Linked DNA regions of Mus musculus: region 2 is linked to region 1. Evidence: chromatin contacts called from public Hi-C data. All regions are on one chromosome and are shown on one strand. The core of a region is the stretch at or near the end of the contact, and the rest is flanking DNA. Distances in the headings are between cores, read along the strand shown. Region 1 overlaps Pibf1 (progesterone immunomodulatory binding factor 1). Region 2 overlaps Gm34061 (a long non-coding RNA gene).

Region 1 (7,809 bases), core at 3,387-5,886:
TTATGCACATAAAGATAGTCTTCTGTTATTGTTTGTAGTACGTGTACAGATGTATTAAAAACATTTGCTACAGTACAGTCTACCTTCTTACTCCAACATATAACAAGGACACATGTTCCAGTATGTTCACAGCAGCTTACTGAAGGGAGCCTTACATGGCTGTCTCCTGAGAGGCCCTGCCCGAGCCTGACAAATACAGAGGCGGATGATCACAGCTAAGCATTGGGCTGAGCATGGGGTCCTGGATGGAGGAATTGGGGAAGGGACAGAAGGGGCTGAAGGGGCTTGCGGCCTCATTGGGGGAGCAACAGTGTCAACAGCCAGCCAGAGCTCCTCTGGAGCTCCAGGGGACTGGACCACCAATCAAAGAGTACACTTGTAGGGACCCATGGCTCCTGCAGCATATTGGCAGAGGATGGTGTTGTTGGACATCAGTGAGGAGCGACCCTTGGGCCTGAGGGTGTTCGATGCCCCAATGTCGGGGAATGCCAGGGTAGGAGGAAGGGAGTGGGTGGGTGGGTGAACACCCTCATAGAGGCAGGGGAATGGGAGGATGGGATGGGGGTTCCTGAAGGGGAGACCTGGAAAGGAGAAAACATTTGAAATGTAAATAAAGAAAATATTCAATAAAAAGAAAACAAATAAAAAAACCAAGCAAACAAACAAAAAGAAATCAAACTGAGTTAGCCACGAGAAGCAAGCAGCAAATCAGCACCTCTCCATGGCTCTGCATTAGTTCCTGCCCTGTTTGACTTCCTGACTTCCTTTGGTGATGACGAAAGGTGACGTACAAGTGTAAGCAAATAAACCCTTTCCTCTGCTCTTGTCCGACATGTGTCATCACAGCAACAGTGGCCCTGCCTGAGACCGTTCCTATATGCGTTTTCTGCTACTTCCCGACAAAACCAGTAAAAACACAAATAAATCAGAATGGGTCCAGGTATATGTTTAGGCTTCCAGGCTGGAATCCTCTAAAGAGAATTCCCATTTTCTTTGTCAAGTGAAGCATCAAGTGAGTTGACAGAAGTGAGAAGTGTGAGTTGGAGGTTTGTAGCCAGAGGAAGGGAGGGAAGGCCTAAAACAGCTCTCAGGAGACTGGAAGGATCAGGGGGAAAAGCCCAGCGGTGCCCCACTGGAGGCTGCTAACAACGAATTAGAAGTACTTGGTGCTGCTAATGGGATTTTCTCCCCAGTAATGCTCAGCTAGACAAACAGAGGTGCCTTGGGCTATTTTGATAAAAAGAAAGTTGAAATTAAAGGCCATCAACAAGAGAGATGTTAAAGATGGATAAGGCAGTTAAGAGGATAGAAAACATACTTTTGGACTGATTCAACCATGTGAATTAGAAATTTTGTTATAAACACATAGCTGAGAACTGTGGCTGAGTATTCTGATGATGTGCACAAGCAGAGAAGCAGATGCCGATGTGAAGGGAGATATGCAAAGGTGTACAAACCTGCAGACCTGACCTGGGGATATAGCTCAGAAAACAGCACATGTCTAGCATATGCCTAGCACATGCAAAGCTCTGGGCTCCATCCACAGCACTGAAAAAGAACTGAAACACAGTGGGGAGGGAAATAAAAGCACAAACGCTTAGACAGTCACATCTGAACGTGACGTCATCTTTAACTTTCATTCACCTGACCTAATTGTCACCTGACGTAAGTCTTGGAGGTTTATTTGCCACAGTCTGCTAACCTAGGCTAGTCCTGGAAGCTTCTGGCCTCCATACAATCTAATCTAGCCTAGAATGTTTCAGCCTCTGAGATTTACTGCTAAATAAGCTCACCCTTTCTAGATCTTTCTGATCTCTGGCTACCTGGCTCAACTCAGCTGTTCTGGCTCAAAACTCTCCAAGCTGACTGATTCTATCTGGCATCTCTCTTGGCCTCTGACTTTTGCTCTGCTTGGCCCCAAACTAACTCTAGTAATCTGTCCTAATCTTCTGGCTGCTTCGCATTCTCTGGCTTGTTCTGTTTTCACCTCTGTCTAGCTTGTCTCTCTGCAGCCTGCCTCTGTACAACTGTCCCGGTAAAACTGCCCCTTAAGGAGCTTCCTTTCCCTCTCTGCTCTCCTGAGAGTCGGAGATATCCTACTCTGTCAAGTCTTTTTCTGATTTGTCACTTTGTCTGCTACTCAATTAGGCATCACTTTCACACATGGATGTTTCCTCCTACAAACTAACCTCACCTTCATTGATTGTGTACTAAGGGTGTGTCTGTATTCTAGCCAGACTGGTTAAAGGGCAAGCCAAACCACAACTAGAAACAGGTTTGTTTTTCCCAGTAAATAACACAATCTCAGGGTTCATAGTATGATCAGATATTCTGCAACATGTGACTTTGAAATATGGGAAGTACAGGCACCTGCCATGGAGAAGAGTTTGCACACATGTACATGTACAATGCCATGGAGAAGAGTTTGCACACATGTACATGTACACACACATATATACGATTTTTCCTTCAGTATAAATGCCTCATAGGGAAATACAGCCAGAAGTTCAGTGTAGAAACACATACTTTATATCATGAATTTCTCTTAAATCAAAAATTTCTTTCAAGTAAAAAGTATCCTTTTAGATCTATGCTGAAGAGGAGACAGAACGATTTATAGGAGCCAGAGGTGACGGATGACTAAGGAAAGAGTATCTTACGGATGCAGAGACTGTGGCAGCCTGGAAAAGACCTCAAACTGGTACAGCAATAAGAGGAGAAAATGATATGGGTTTATATCCCTGACCAAGACACTGTCTGCAATTAATTCCCACTGGAAAAGAAGCAACGGCTTTATTCCAATGGAGTAGAATCTCACTAAGTATTAACAATGCTTCATACCTAGATGGCCAACAAAAATGAAGCCAGTGGTATTTTTGTAGACTTTTTATCTCATTTTACATGTTTGGGATTTAAAAAATGATTGTTGTTTTTCTTGTTTATTTCAAGCTCCAATTTATGGTATGTCTATTTCTTGTTTTGTTTTTTGATTTTTTTTTTTTAAAGAAAGAAAGAAAAATTTAAAAGTAAGGTGAGTAGGGAGCTGGTGGATTTGGGAGGAATTGGGGAGGAGAAAAACAATGAACAATATAATGTATGACTTTTTTTCCAATAAGTGTAAACAAATCTCTCTTTAGAGTTACAACTTTTGTTCGTTGGGGTAGGAAGATCTGCTTTGGGTACTCTTAGGAACTAAAGGTAAGAGTTGGATATGTTGGTATATGTCTGTAAGCTGAATACTTGTGAGGTGAGGCAGTTGGACTTCAAAGCCTGGTTTATGGAGTTAGACCTCGCTACCATAGCATTGGAAAACAGAAAATAGTGTACTGCCTCAAAATGGATCCACATTTTATAGCTACACAATTCTGTGGATAAGGCAAAAGGCAGTAGACTATTGCTGTATTCCCCACTGCTTTCTCCCCTGTGTTCTGTGGGAAGATGTCCACCTTACGTTCTCTCATCACTGAAAAGTGGATTGCATGTGCTAGGAGCAGCCATTCTTTGCCTCCCACAAGATAAGCAAAAGATTAAGTTTCTCATAATCCTAGCACCTAGTACTGTGGCTTTTATATAAAAGTTTTGTAAGTAATATTTATGGAAGAAGCAAGAGAGGACAATGTATAGAATTAGATGCAAAAAAATTATAAATATTTTTATAGAAAAAGAAGTAGACACAAAGTTTGCATTTGGCACCCCTTTCAAAGTGGAAATTTCTAGGTAACAGCTGAGTGAATCAACAGCCAAGTACCGTTTTCTCTTTTGAAATGAGAAAGCAATTACAAAGGGGAAACAAGTGCAATCTGAGGTATCAAGGAGACTGCCACTGCTTGATAGCTTTGTGTACTTGGAACACAACACACTTTTGACTGCCAAGGTCAATGAGACACACACACACACACACACACACACACACATTCAAGTTGTTTGCTATCTCCATGTAGAAAATACTATATCTGTAATTATAATTTTATGCTATAATGGTCTTATCTATGACCCTCTCCATATACCCACACATAACCCTGCGCTCCTTAAAGGCCTGTTCTATCTTCTCTGTATACCCAGTAACCCTTAGTCATTATAGCAGAAATATTTAACGAGTAAACTAATTATGAAAGATAGAGTCTAGAGTCCTAGGGCTTAGTATAGGTAAGTCAAACATAGACAGGGTTACTTCAAAATTAGTATATGCCTAGCAACTAATTGTTTCCCAGACAAAATTAAAGATTAAATAACATATCACCTCTTAAGCAATAATATTATATGTAGTGTGTGTGTGTGTGTGTGTGTGTGTGTGTGTGTGTGTGTGTGTGTGTGTGTGTGTGTGGTGGAGAGGCAGCATGAAAGAAATTTCTATTGCTTGATCTGTTGTTAAATGAGTGAGGTTTTGATTCACAAAAAATTGAGCTCTACCATTCCAATTTCTCTACGTATCACAAGCTTTTAAAAAAGAGGCTTGAATGGGGCCCCACCCTCCAATTCTCTTAAGCCCAAACAACAGCAGCTATTTTAGATACTCAGCATTTCAGAGATGAAAAATACACTGGAGAAAATCTATCACAATCTTCCTTTCAAGATAAGGCCATGATGAAACACCAGAGGAATACATGTCGATTCATGTCCATTGTTGCACTATTACACAAGTCAGGAAATGGAGCCAGCTTAGATGTCCATCAACAGATGAACAGATAGAGAAAATGTGGTAATACATTTACACAGTGGAATTTCTTGAATGGCAAAGAACTACGAAATCATGACATCTGCAGGAAGATAGCATCGATTATAAATTATAACTGAAAGGTAAATATTATGTTTTTCTTAATATATAGAATCTAGAGTTGAAAGTATGTGTCTGTATTTATGTATGTGGGGTGTGTGTGTGTGTGTGTGTGTGTGTGTGTGTGCGCGCACGTGTCTAAGAGGGTGGGAAGCAGAGTAGTGGAAAAACTGGTAAGAAAGCAAGCAGGAGCTGGTACTAACTTAGTGACCATGGTGACAGGGAACCAAAGAGAACACAGTGTAATGACACATCTATATTAAAAATCACCATGAAACATAGAAACAGTAAGTTAACAGTGAAACAAAACAAGGGACCAGCAGCCTGGAGGGCTGAATGGTTTGCATAGGAGTCCAGGTTTAAAGTCTAGGATCTGGAAATCACACAGTTTGTCCGTTTCTTAATTTCAAGTTTGTTTTCCTGAAGAATCTATTTTATAGTAACTATACAACCACTAAACAGAAGCTAATTTAACTTGCTGCCCAAACCCAACTTTAATTATAGGTTTCATGGCTTCAAATATCATATGTACATAAATCAAAGTTGATTCTGACCTCTCTCCCCTAAAACAATCATTACAATTATTTCTCGAATACATATTTTTTAAAATATCATCTGACAGTTTACTGTGGTGGTGCAAAACTGCATTCAGCATCCTTAGGGAGGTGTGGCAGGCTAGACTGCACGGCAGATTCAGTTTCAAAAGCTAACCTAAATAAAAGAACATCATTGGTAACGAGACATCCAGTCTGAACGCGCCTATGAGAAGTAAAGAGTACTCAATGAGGAAAGGAGACAGGCACATTTAAAAGCTGCCATGGAGCTGGGCAGTGGTGGCATTCGCCTTTAATCCCAGCATTTGGGAGGCAGAGGCAGGTGGATTTCCTTCCGAGTTCAAGACCAGTCTGGTCTACAGAGTGAGTTCCAGGACATCCAGGACTACACAGAGAAACCTTGTTTTGAACCTTCCCCCTAGGCTGCCCGCCCCCCCCCCCCAAAAAAAAAAGAAAAGAAAAAGATAAAGAAAAGAAAAAAAAAGCAGCCATGGAACCAAGTGGCAATTAGCCTGGATGGAATGAGGTTCTAAGCCATCTGGGCCAATTTGCAGTCTCTCACATAAAACAGACAAAAAGTGGTAACCTATGTGTCAAAGCAGACGGCTAGCACATGAAGTACTCCTGACTATAGCCAAACAGCCACTGAGGACACTGGGAGGGTGGCATCATCAAAGGGCCTGGAGGTCAGTGAGTTCAATCAGAAGCAGTTTACACTGGAAAGATACTCTGTGAACGACAGCTTACATTTGAACTGTCTTAGAAGAGTGAGAACTCATTCCTCAGAATTCTCTACAAGTTCCACTTGATCAATACTTTTCATCCAAGGAGCTAACTCATGAGAAGAGCCAGGAGCCTAACTCACCTTTGACTGCTACAGACTGCCCTTCTGCCAAGGGTCAGCTCTGCTGCCAGAGTCTACTCTTTGTCCTTGTTAAGCTCCTTAAGACATTACTAGTTTAATGTTGAAGACATTTTTAAAATAAAATATAATCTAGATGAAAAAAGGATACTCTCCTCAGATCTGGACACTGGATTATGATGAGAGTTCAAATCTGTGACCTCTGTCAACTAACCATAGCCCTGCAAAAAGTATACAGGAAACGGGGTGCTGGTAGTGCATGCCTTTAATCCCAGCACTCAAGAGGAAGAGGCAGGCAAATCTCTGTGAGTTTGAGGCCAGCCTGGTCTACAGAATGAGATCTAGGATAGCCAGAGCTTTAAAAAACAACCACCACCACCACAACAAAGAAGCCCTGTCTCAAAGAACTAAGACCAAAACTAACAATGTCCGGAGCACCACCAAAAGCAGTGTATAGGAACTGATCAACAGCCCACTCATTACTGGATGATTTTCTACTCCACAGATCTGGCAGAACCTATGGCAAAACCTCTGTGCTGAGACCTTAAGTGACACATTTTATAGCTAGGTGGCATACAGTAGAAACAAACCTGAAATACTAGTTTTTCAATAGATACTGATCCAAATCTAAGTTTTTCCCCACAAGACAATGTCTAAAAATATAGCCAAGGCTGGCCTTGAATTTGTAATCCTCCTGCCCTTGGCTTCCTGACAGACAGCTAGAATAACAGTCACAAACCACCATACTCAGCTCAAATTCCATCTTAATATTTGAGAGATGAACCTAATATATCATGTTTAAAATATCACATAGCAACAAAGAATGTGAGTATATCAATGTCTCAAAAGTATGGATTTCTGGCCTTCTGTGCCATTGAGATTAGCAGTAAAAGTATTAACAAGTATAGGTAGGAAAAAGAAAGGCATTACGTTACCCTACCAACGGAAGTAACAACCTTTAGTTTTGCTTTATCGGCCTGCAGTTTACTCTAACCTCCCTGCAATGAGAGATGCTCTGTTGTAACATGCAATACTCTGGCTGTACTCAGTGAGGCAGACGGCCTGCATCTGAGTCATTTTGAATGTAAATGGTTGAAGGCCATACTGACAGCTGAGCTCCAGGGCTAGACTGCTCAGGTGCTCTGTGGGCTGCAAATACACTGGGCTGCAAATATTCTGGTGTGTGTTCAAGATAAGCCATCTTTGATTTCTTTTTCTGACTATATTTTTAATGATTTATTTATTTTTATTTTAGGAGCCCTGGTGTTTTGCTTGCATCTTTCTCTGTGTGAGTGTGTCAGATCCCCCAGAGTTGGAGTTACAAACATTTGTGAGCTGCCTCGTGTGTGTGTGTGTGTGTGTGCGCGCGCACACGCGCGCGCGCTGGGGACTAAACTAGGGTCCAGTTAGAACAGCTAGTTTTGAGGTTTATACTGAGTTCTTGCTTGGTCTACCACATGCCCCATTCCCCTAGCTACAGATGAGCTATCTATCTTAGCCTAGCTTCTTTGTTTTATCAAAATATGTGTATCAGGTTTCAGGTCAACAAGATCTCCCTAATTCTCGCATTCACTTAGAGCTTTAATAACAGCATACATTGAGAGCTTCTTCAAGGGTTT
Region 2 (7,809 bases), core at 1,462-3,961, 500 kb before region 1:
GTCTCAGTCGTACTTTTCTTTTCTCCAATAACATCTGGGAGACAAATCTCTGTCCAAAGCCTGGAGCAGACCTCAGGTTTAGAAGCTGGCTTCTAGTGGCAAAACCGCTTGTGTGGCACATTCCTCTGTGGAGCCTGATAGGCCCTGATTGGCTGAGCATTTGTGTACAAATGAGGCATAAAATGGGACCCACCAGAAGAGAGTGTTCAGACCCAGAAAGGAAGAGAGAGCACCCACAAAAACCTGGACTTGTTCTCAATTTCGGACTAAGTTCTACTCTATCCCTCTTCCCCATAAAGCAGCCTGTTGTGCGTGAGTTAAGGGCTACTGGGACCTTTGTTCCCTGCTAATCCAACGTTTCAGTGAAAGGGAACCTGGGATCTCCACCTGCCACTCTCTAATTGTTCCGGGTCCGGGTCAGGGGTACGGGGTGGGGGTGGGGGTGGGACTTCAAACACAGCCTGCTGTTGGCATCTAAAGCATTGTCACATCTATTCCACCAATCACCTCCAACTCTGGAACCTTCCACCACCACCTAATTTTGGAAAGTAGCACTGGCAAAGGGGGAAGAGGAGAACAATAGCCCATGGACAGACTACTAACTCTATCATTTATTTATTTATTTATTTATTTATTTATTTATTTATTTATTTTAAGAATTTAGAAAACAGAATGGTTCAAAGGAAATCTTGATCACCCTTAACTACAGAGACAGCCACTGCCAATATTTTTTGAGTGTATCTTGCTATCCCATAATCCTTATCCTTTGCCTATTCTTTCTTCATTCATAATGTGATATCAGAGAGGCCATGTCAGTCCTTCCTGTAATGTAAAGACATGTAAAGACATGTTGTTTGTGACTGTGGGGTGGGAAGACTTTAATATGGAGCAGAGAACTTTCTCTGAGGAATCCGATAAATCTCAACGTTAAACACAGTTCTGGAACTTTTCTGAGGACTTAATTTTCTTCTGCGGAGAGAGGGGAAAAAAAAAATCTGTGTTTAAAACATCTCTTGCCCTGAAAGATCGTTAGAAAGTTTTGAGAATAAGGAAGTCAATAGGCTTTGTCTGAAATAAAAGCTAGTGTTCTGAAAAAATAGAAACGTATTTTAAATTTTGTCTATAACCTTAATTGGAAAGGATCCCAAATTTACCATATTTAGAATGCTGAGGTAGTTTGGGATCTGAGACAAACAGTAAGATTAGTATATATACCAAAGGTATAAGGCTAACCAGACAATTGGCGTTAATATTAAGTAAATCAGAGATCAGAGCAGTAAATATTTGAGCAAACTTTGTGTCTCAGGAGTCGGGTGACTCACAACCTCCCACAAGTTCAGACAAAGTGGACTTTCAGGAGAATTCGCTGCTTTCCCAGTTACTCAGCAAGGCTTAGGGGAAGAGGTGAAAAGAGAGAAGAAAAGGTTTCCATTGGCTAACAATAGGTGGCGTTTCCAGGAATGGGGCTTAAGGATCAAAGAGAAAAGGAATTGATTAACTCATTTAGAGAAGGCAAGAAATTAGGAAGAAAGCAGAAAACACCTGGGCTCCCCTTGAAGACAGGGGCTTGCGCAATCTCTCCGAAACTTATCTGTCACTTACTCATCCACCAGCCAGAGAACTTCTAAATAAATATTCAAGGAGCAACTACTTGCTAGGCAACAGTTTGGAGATGAGAGGCAACCACAGCATGCCGGGTGATTCTGAAAGGATAGATTTACTTCATGAAAGAACCCTTAGCTCACTCTCCAAAACCAAAAGGGATTGGGCAAAACAGCTATTTGTCGCACCCATCTCTAAATGAACTGATTCTGAGTGATAAAATTCATTTTGCACTCTGCAGTTTGGCAGAAGTCACCAAACATGGAACCTTGCCCATCACCAATGTTCAAAACATCTGACAACTCCGAGGGCCTGGCTATTACCTATGCATATTTTTGTGCGTATTCACTTGTCCACAGGACTGCATAGATCATCACAGCACAAGGGTGCATAGATGCACGTGTGCACACGTGCGCGCTAATACACACACACACACACACACACACTCATACACTCACACATTCGCACGTGCACGCTCACTCCCACAGACAGGTACATGTCTGGGGGTGGCATTAGGCACTGGGAAATGTGGATACACACAAATTATCTTTGGAAATTAATATGGGATTTAAATCATACCTACGGGTCAATATTCAACAGTTGCAACAAGTATTTGACCCGTTGTCCATGATAAAATAACATCAAGATACTAATATATTCTCCTTTAGGGATTATATTTTCGTTCTATTTCTATCCAATGGCTGATTTCCGTTTATATCTATGAAATGAGGAAATGTTCTGGTGTTTGAAATGTGAACACAATGTTGCCATGATTCTAAAAAAAAACCAAAAAAACAAACAAACAAAAACAACAACAACAACAACAAAACTCAAGCAATTCAAAATTGTTTCCTGGTAAAACTGCAAGCACCTCCCCTTTCTGGTGTCTTTGAGTCTCTGATTTCAGATGCATTAGTCATGTTCCTTGAGGCTGAACCTCATTTTATTAATTTCTGAAGTTTTCTCCTCATATAAAGGTAGCTGGAGTTCTGCAAGAGCATTAGAACAAGATCAGCCTGTTCTCAACGTGACAAATTATACGGTTTCTATGTGAACACTGCCGTTCTTCATTCAGAGTCAGAAAGCATGGGAGCTGAGATGAGTCATAGTTTCCCGACACTGGAAGAACTTGTTTGCTTCTCCCGCCTCTGAAATGCCATCAGAGAAGAACTCGATTCTTCCCAAGGACCAGCGAATTCTACAAGATCACATTCTAGATAAAGGAGTTTGAAACGAAGAACACACCACCACCACCTCGGTGTAAATTTAACACCACCACCACATCCCTTGCACGCAGAGGCAAGGCTGAGAAAGCGGTTTGGTTAACCCCCAAGCTGCCTTTAGACAAACCAGTATTGAAGCTTTCTTAGATGTTCAGACAACAAGGTGTTTTAGTGATGCTGTTGTCAGTGAGGAATAGCAAACTCTTTAGAGGCGAATATCAAACCATGGAGATTGATCAATGACCGTGCTGGTGCTCACCACAACCTGCGAGGCAGAGATCTTTGTCCACCTGACTGAAGCTTTGACATTTTCTTTAGTGGTCTCATTTCTCAATGACACAATGTACTCCTCTGTTTTACACAACTGTCAGAACAACAGTCCACCTATTCATATCAGCAACACGAAAACAAAAACAATGTGTACAGAAGGTAGGAAGAAAACAAAACAAAGACTTATAAAAGAAGTCGGCATCCATTCAGCAGCTGCCTTTGTCTTCTCCCCAGCCTGCCTGAAAATGTCATACTTCGGCCTGGAGACTTTCAACGAGAACCAATCTGAGGAAAACTTGGATGAAGAAAGTATGATTTTAACGCTGGTCCCATTTAAGGAGGAGGAGGAGTCAATCACAGACTACCCTATGCAATCAAATGTTTCTTCTTCAACCTCAGACCACACACCACCAGCCCGTTCGTTCTCTGGTGAGGCATGCGGGAATCAAACATCCAACCAGATCCATACCAAGCACCTGTCCTCCGCCCAGCCTGCCTCCTATTAGGGACGTGTCCCGGAACACTCTTCGGGAGTGGTGTCGGTATCATAACTTGAGCATGGATGGCAAGAAAGTTGAGGTCTATTTGAGACTTCAGAGACACTCATATTCTAAACAAGAATGTTATATTCCCAATACATCTCGTGAGGCCAGAATGAAGCAGAGTCCCAAGAAATCCAAGATTGTCACCAGAGGAATCGGGTCTCCAAGCAGGTGCCAAAGGAAGAAGCAGGAGAATGGTATCCTGGGAATTCTAACTTCACCTAAGGAGTCCACATTTGCAGCCTGGGCAAGGATTGCCATGAGAGCAGCTCAGTCAATGTCTAAGAATCGATGTCCTCTTCCGTCTAACGTGGAGGCCTTTCTGCCACAAGCCACTGGATTCAGATGGTGTGTAGTCCATGGCAGGCAGCTCCCTGCACGTAAGAAAGGCTGGGTTCGCCTGCAATTTCTTGCTGGACAGACCTGGGTTCCAGACACTCCCCAAAGGATGAATTTTCTCCTCCTGTTACCGGCCTGTATTATCCCAGAACCAGGAGTGGAAGATAATTTTCTATGTCCTGAATGTGTTCAGAGCAACAAGAAGATCCTAAGAAACTTTAAAATTAGAAGCCATGCAAAAAAAAAAAAATGCCCTACCCCCAAATATGCTGCCTTAGACAAGATTTTACTCTGATCTAAAGGGAATGGAAGAATAGTCTGTGATCCCTATAATGGCTAAAAACAAACAAACAAACAAAACAAACAAACAAACAAAAAAAACTGGCTGTCAGTTATCAGAAGCCCCTCCTCCTGTCTCCCAGCAGAGTAGAGACTGCTGACAAATTAGCATCCATCTCTCTAACAACAGCCTGCTGCATCTTAACATCTCTGACAGCTCCTCATGGCCTTGTGCTGGATTGGCTAAATGCTTAGCTATCTGAGAAATGATTTGGTTTTACTGGGTTTGTTTTGCTGTACTTTTTTTAATATAGATTTTTGGTGGGGGAAATGGGGAGCAGTTTCAAATTAGCAAAGCAGAAAGTACTTTAAAATATATATATATATGAAAAGAAAACAAAACAAAACAGGCTTTAAGTTTCAGTTGAATTAGGTTGGGACCCTGGTATCTAAGCAACTCAATTGTTCTCTACCTCCCTGTCTGCATCCATAGGAAAAAAAAAAAAACAGTTAATGATATCTATCCTGTAGACATTTATGAAAATCAAAAGATAAATTTAAAGGGCTAGTTTACACTTAGTTACCGTCACTAACCCTTCTTTAAAACTTAATGAATTTATCTCACAAAGTAATTTGAGGAAGGATGTATCCAATATGAAATGTGCACACAAACACACACACACACACACACACACACACACACACACTTCTGAAAAGTTGCCAAACACAAGGGATGGCTACTAGAACCTCTGGTGGGTTTCCCAGGCCCCAGGGGATGGCTGCACAGCCACGTGCACATGGGCAGTACTAATTGGATTCTGGGTGTTATTTTAGAGAGAGAGAGAGAGAGAGAGAGAGAGAGAGAGAGACAGGAAGTGTGGAGGGAAATTTGAAGCTGAGGAGAATTAGAGAGAGGGAATGGCTAGAGAGATATAATAAGATGCATTGTATACATGTATCCAAATTTCCAAAAGTTATTTTGAACTTTAAAAAGTTGCTGAAGAAAAATTATCACCAGAGAACTCGTGAAAACTCTAGATCAAAGACCATTCTCAGTACAGAAATTACCAACCTTAATTCCCCCATGCTAACCCAATAAACTGCCCAGCACTGTCCCCAGCCAGGCCATCTAGTTTCTGGTGTAAGTTTGTCAGGGTTGACAATGAGAAGATGAGTTGGAAGAGGAGGAGCTGCAGCTGACGCCATCCTCCGTGGCCTCTCAGGCTTACTAAGGGTGGCAGCAAGACAGAGGTTAGTAACAAAGTCACCTGCTTCAAATCCTTTCTGAAGGGTGCAGGCGGCTAGACGTAGGAACCAGCAACTGCTAGGAAGACAACCACACTGTTGTATAAACTCTGTATTCAGGCAAATCTCACTGCTTCATACTGACCGTGTGCTCTTCATTCAGTTTCTGAAACACTCCGCCTGCTTCTTTGTCATCTCGTGGAGTTGTAATGGCTCCACAGACAGTTTCTCTAAGGATGTAAAGGTTTATCAGATTAGAGTGACTTGGTCCGGTTCCCAGGACATGGCCCACCCTATAGATGTCAGTTTCTTTCATCATGAGCAGTTCCTGATTTTAGAATGGGACTTCCTATGCTAAAAGAAATGGAGAAGGCAGAAATAGACTGACCATAAACCAAAAATCACTGGGGTGGTCAGCGTTCTTGTCGTCATAGCAATCACAATAAGAGGTTGAAAGGACGGGCAGGTGACCAGCCTGCCAGCATGCTATTGATCCAGATTCTGAAGTGTAGAAAATATTTTTCAATAATGTAATGAAAAGAAAAGAAAAGAAAAGAAAAGAAAAGAAAAGAAAAGAAAAGAAAAGGAAAGGAAAGGAAAGAGGAAATGAGCAGAAAGGAAAAGCAAAGATATTTGCCCTCTATAAAGCCGACTCAACTTCCTACTGAGTAGCCCAAACTGAAATGCAGAGACAGCTGGACAATCCACCCAGCCCTCAAACACTAGCAATTACCAAGTCAGAGCAGAAAAGGGGAATATATACTGTGCTTATTTCCTGATAACAAAGTTGGGAAGGAAATCTCATATTGGAAAATTTAAGGAAAAGCATTTATAAATAAAAAAATTAAAACAATCAAATTTTTCTTGACCAAAGAAATTGGATATTTTATTCAATAAGGATGAGTTTATGACAGATACATAAAATTTTCAAAAAAAAATTTTTTGAATTCTAAAAGTCACTGAAGAAAATTACTCTAATTGTTCTATGGAATAGAAACCCAAAAGTGTTCAGCAGTGTCTTAAGACAGTGTGCTGGCACTTGTTCCTAGTTTTAGAACTCAGGAGATTGTAGCGGAAGGACCACAGCTTCAAGTTCAGTCTACGTAAATAGTTTCCAGGGCAGCCTAAAATATACAGTTAGATCCTGTCTCAAAGATCATGCAGACAAACAAACAAGGATGACAGAGAATAAAAGAAAAATGAGCTTGGGGATATGGCAAGGTCAAGTTTGAAAGGACCTAAGGCCCTCTTCATGGAGATGTGTAAGAGACACCACAAACAGGTGTATACCATTCACATGTTTATAATAGTGAAATATAGCAATAGGCCCTACAGTGTCTAAGATCTTGGGAGTATTTCTCTGAATTTTAAATGTTGAAAACACTTCTTTTAAAGTTTTGTATGTTCTAATTCCAAGTGCCGTTTTCACATTTGTATGTAATTTTTCATAAAAATCTTGAGCAGCCTCAATAGGAACCCCTAAGGAACACAGCCTATGCCATAAGGTCAAAGAACATAAAATCCTTTTCAACTCTTGACGTCCACTAAATTGTACTCCTAAAAGGCTATGTTGATTTAAAGTTTTATCCTCCTGCTATTCGGCCATCTCTCTCCTTAATTGTATCTTTGCAAAACAGATATTGTTTTTGATAGTTTCTTTTTAATTCTCTAGGTAAGAGGTGTCTGCAATGTTTAACTTCCTTTTAACACATGCTTAATAAGATTAAACATTTCTTCATAAGTCTGTATCTCTTTTGAAATTTTCTTTTGTAAAGTATTCCCTCACATAGTCTGAATGAATTGCTTCTGACATAAACAATCTTTACATTTTTATTATTATTTATAATAAACGTTATTCTGAAACGGCCAGTACTTAAAATGAGACATCTGCCCCTATTGTCACAAAACATATTTTTGAAAGGACCAAGATGTTCTGCCTCCCTTCCTGCAGCTCACACAGGCCTCCAGTTGTGTAGCGTTGGGAGATTGTTGTGATCTGAAGTCAGGAACAATGGAGGCTCTTGCCTTGAGCGATTTCGAAGAAGCCACTTACACTGTGGGATCAAAGTCTCACCCTGACAAGTTGGTGTCTGTCCTCTGGCAGGGGATCTGGAGATGCTCTGCACCAGGAAGAATGGACCAGGAATTAAGTGAGGAGCCAAGCAGGTTGTACAAGGTCTTTGTCAAAACCTTGGGAAGATTTTATTTTCTCCAGACTCTGGGCAGAGAGGCAGAGCCAAGCCAACAGCTTTCCCAAACCCTACAGAGCAGGGTCAAGCCAGATCGTTTCCTACACAACCACACTGCTC

What was found. Hi-C and Micro-C count contacts between places; a contact is called where the count stands out from the background.
Region 2: a contact with region 1 is called in a Hi-C map of epidermal suprabasal cells, with 5 times the contacts expected there. The contact joins two enhancer-like sites. A contact is called at or near these places in 1 of 15 datasets of contacts at CTCF or cohesin (stem cell-derived epiblast-like cells), 5 of 484 Hi-C or Micro-C datasets (differentiating embryonic stem cells, embryonic stem cells, epidermal suprabasal cells and 2 more) and 2 of 115 datasets of contacts at active chromatin or transcription factors (both in embryonic stem cells).

Annotation. Positions count from the first base shown.
Region 1 is chr14:99,123,723-99,131,531 of GRCm38.p6, reverse strand. The region is part of intron 5 of Pibf1 (progesterone immunomodulatory binding factor 1); the gene reads right to left. Among named protein-coding and RNA genes, the nearest start is that of Dis3, 28 kb to the right of the region's middle. Within about 2 kb of position 4,636, at least 8 of the 459 cell types and tissues checked have an H3K27ac peak or open chromatin away from gene starts, as enhancers often do. A contact at or near this core is called in epidermal suprabasal cells, where this site is marked.
Region 2 is chr14:99,626,198-99,634,006 of GRCm38.p6, reverse strand. The region is part of intron 1 of Gm34061 (a long non-coding RNA gene); the gene reads right to left. It also overlaps the pseudogene Gm9298. Among named protein-coding and RNA genes, the nearest start is that of Gm33880, 5.2 kb to the left of the region's middle. Within about 2 kb of position 2,711, at least 65 of the 459 cell types and tissues checked have an H3K27ac peak or open chromatin away from gene starts, as enhancers often do. A contact at or near this core is called in epidermal suprabasal cells, where this site is marked.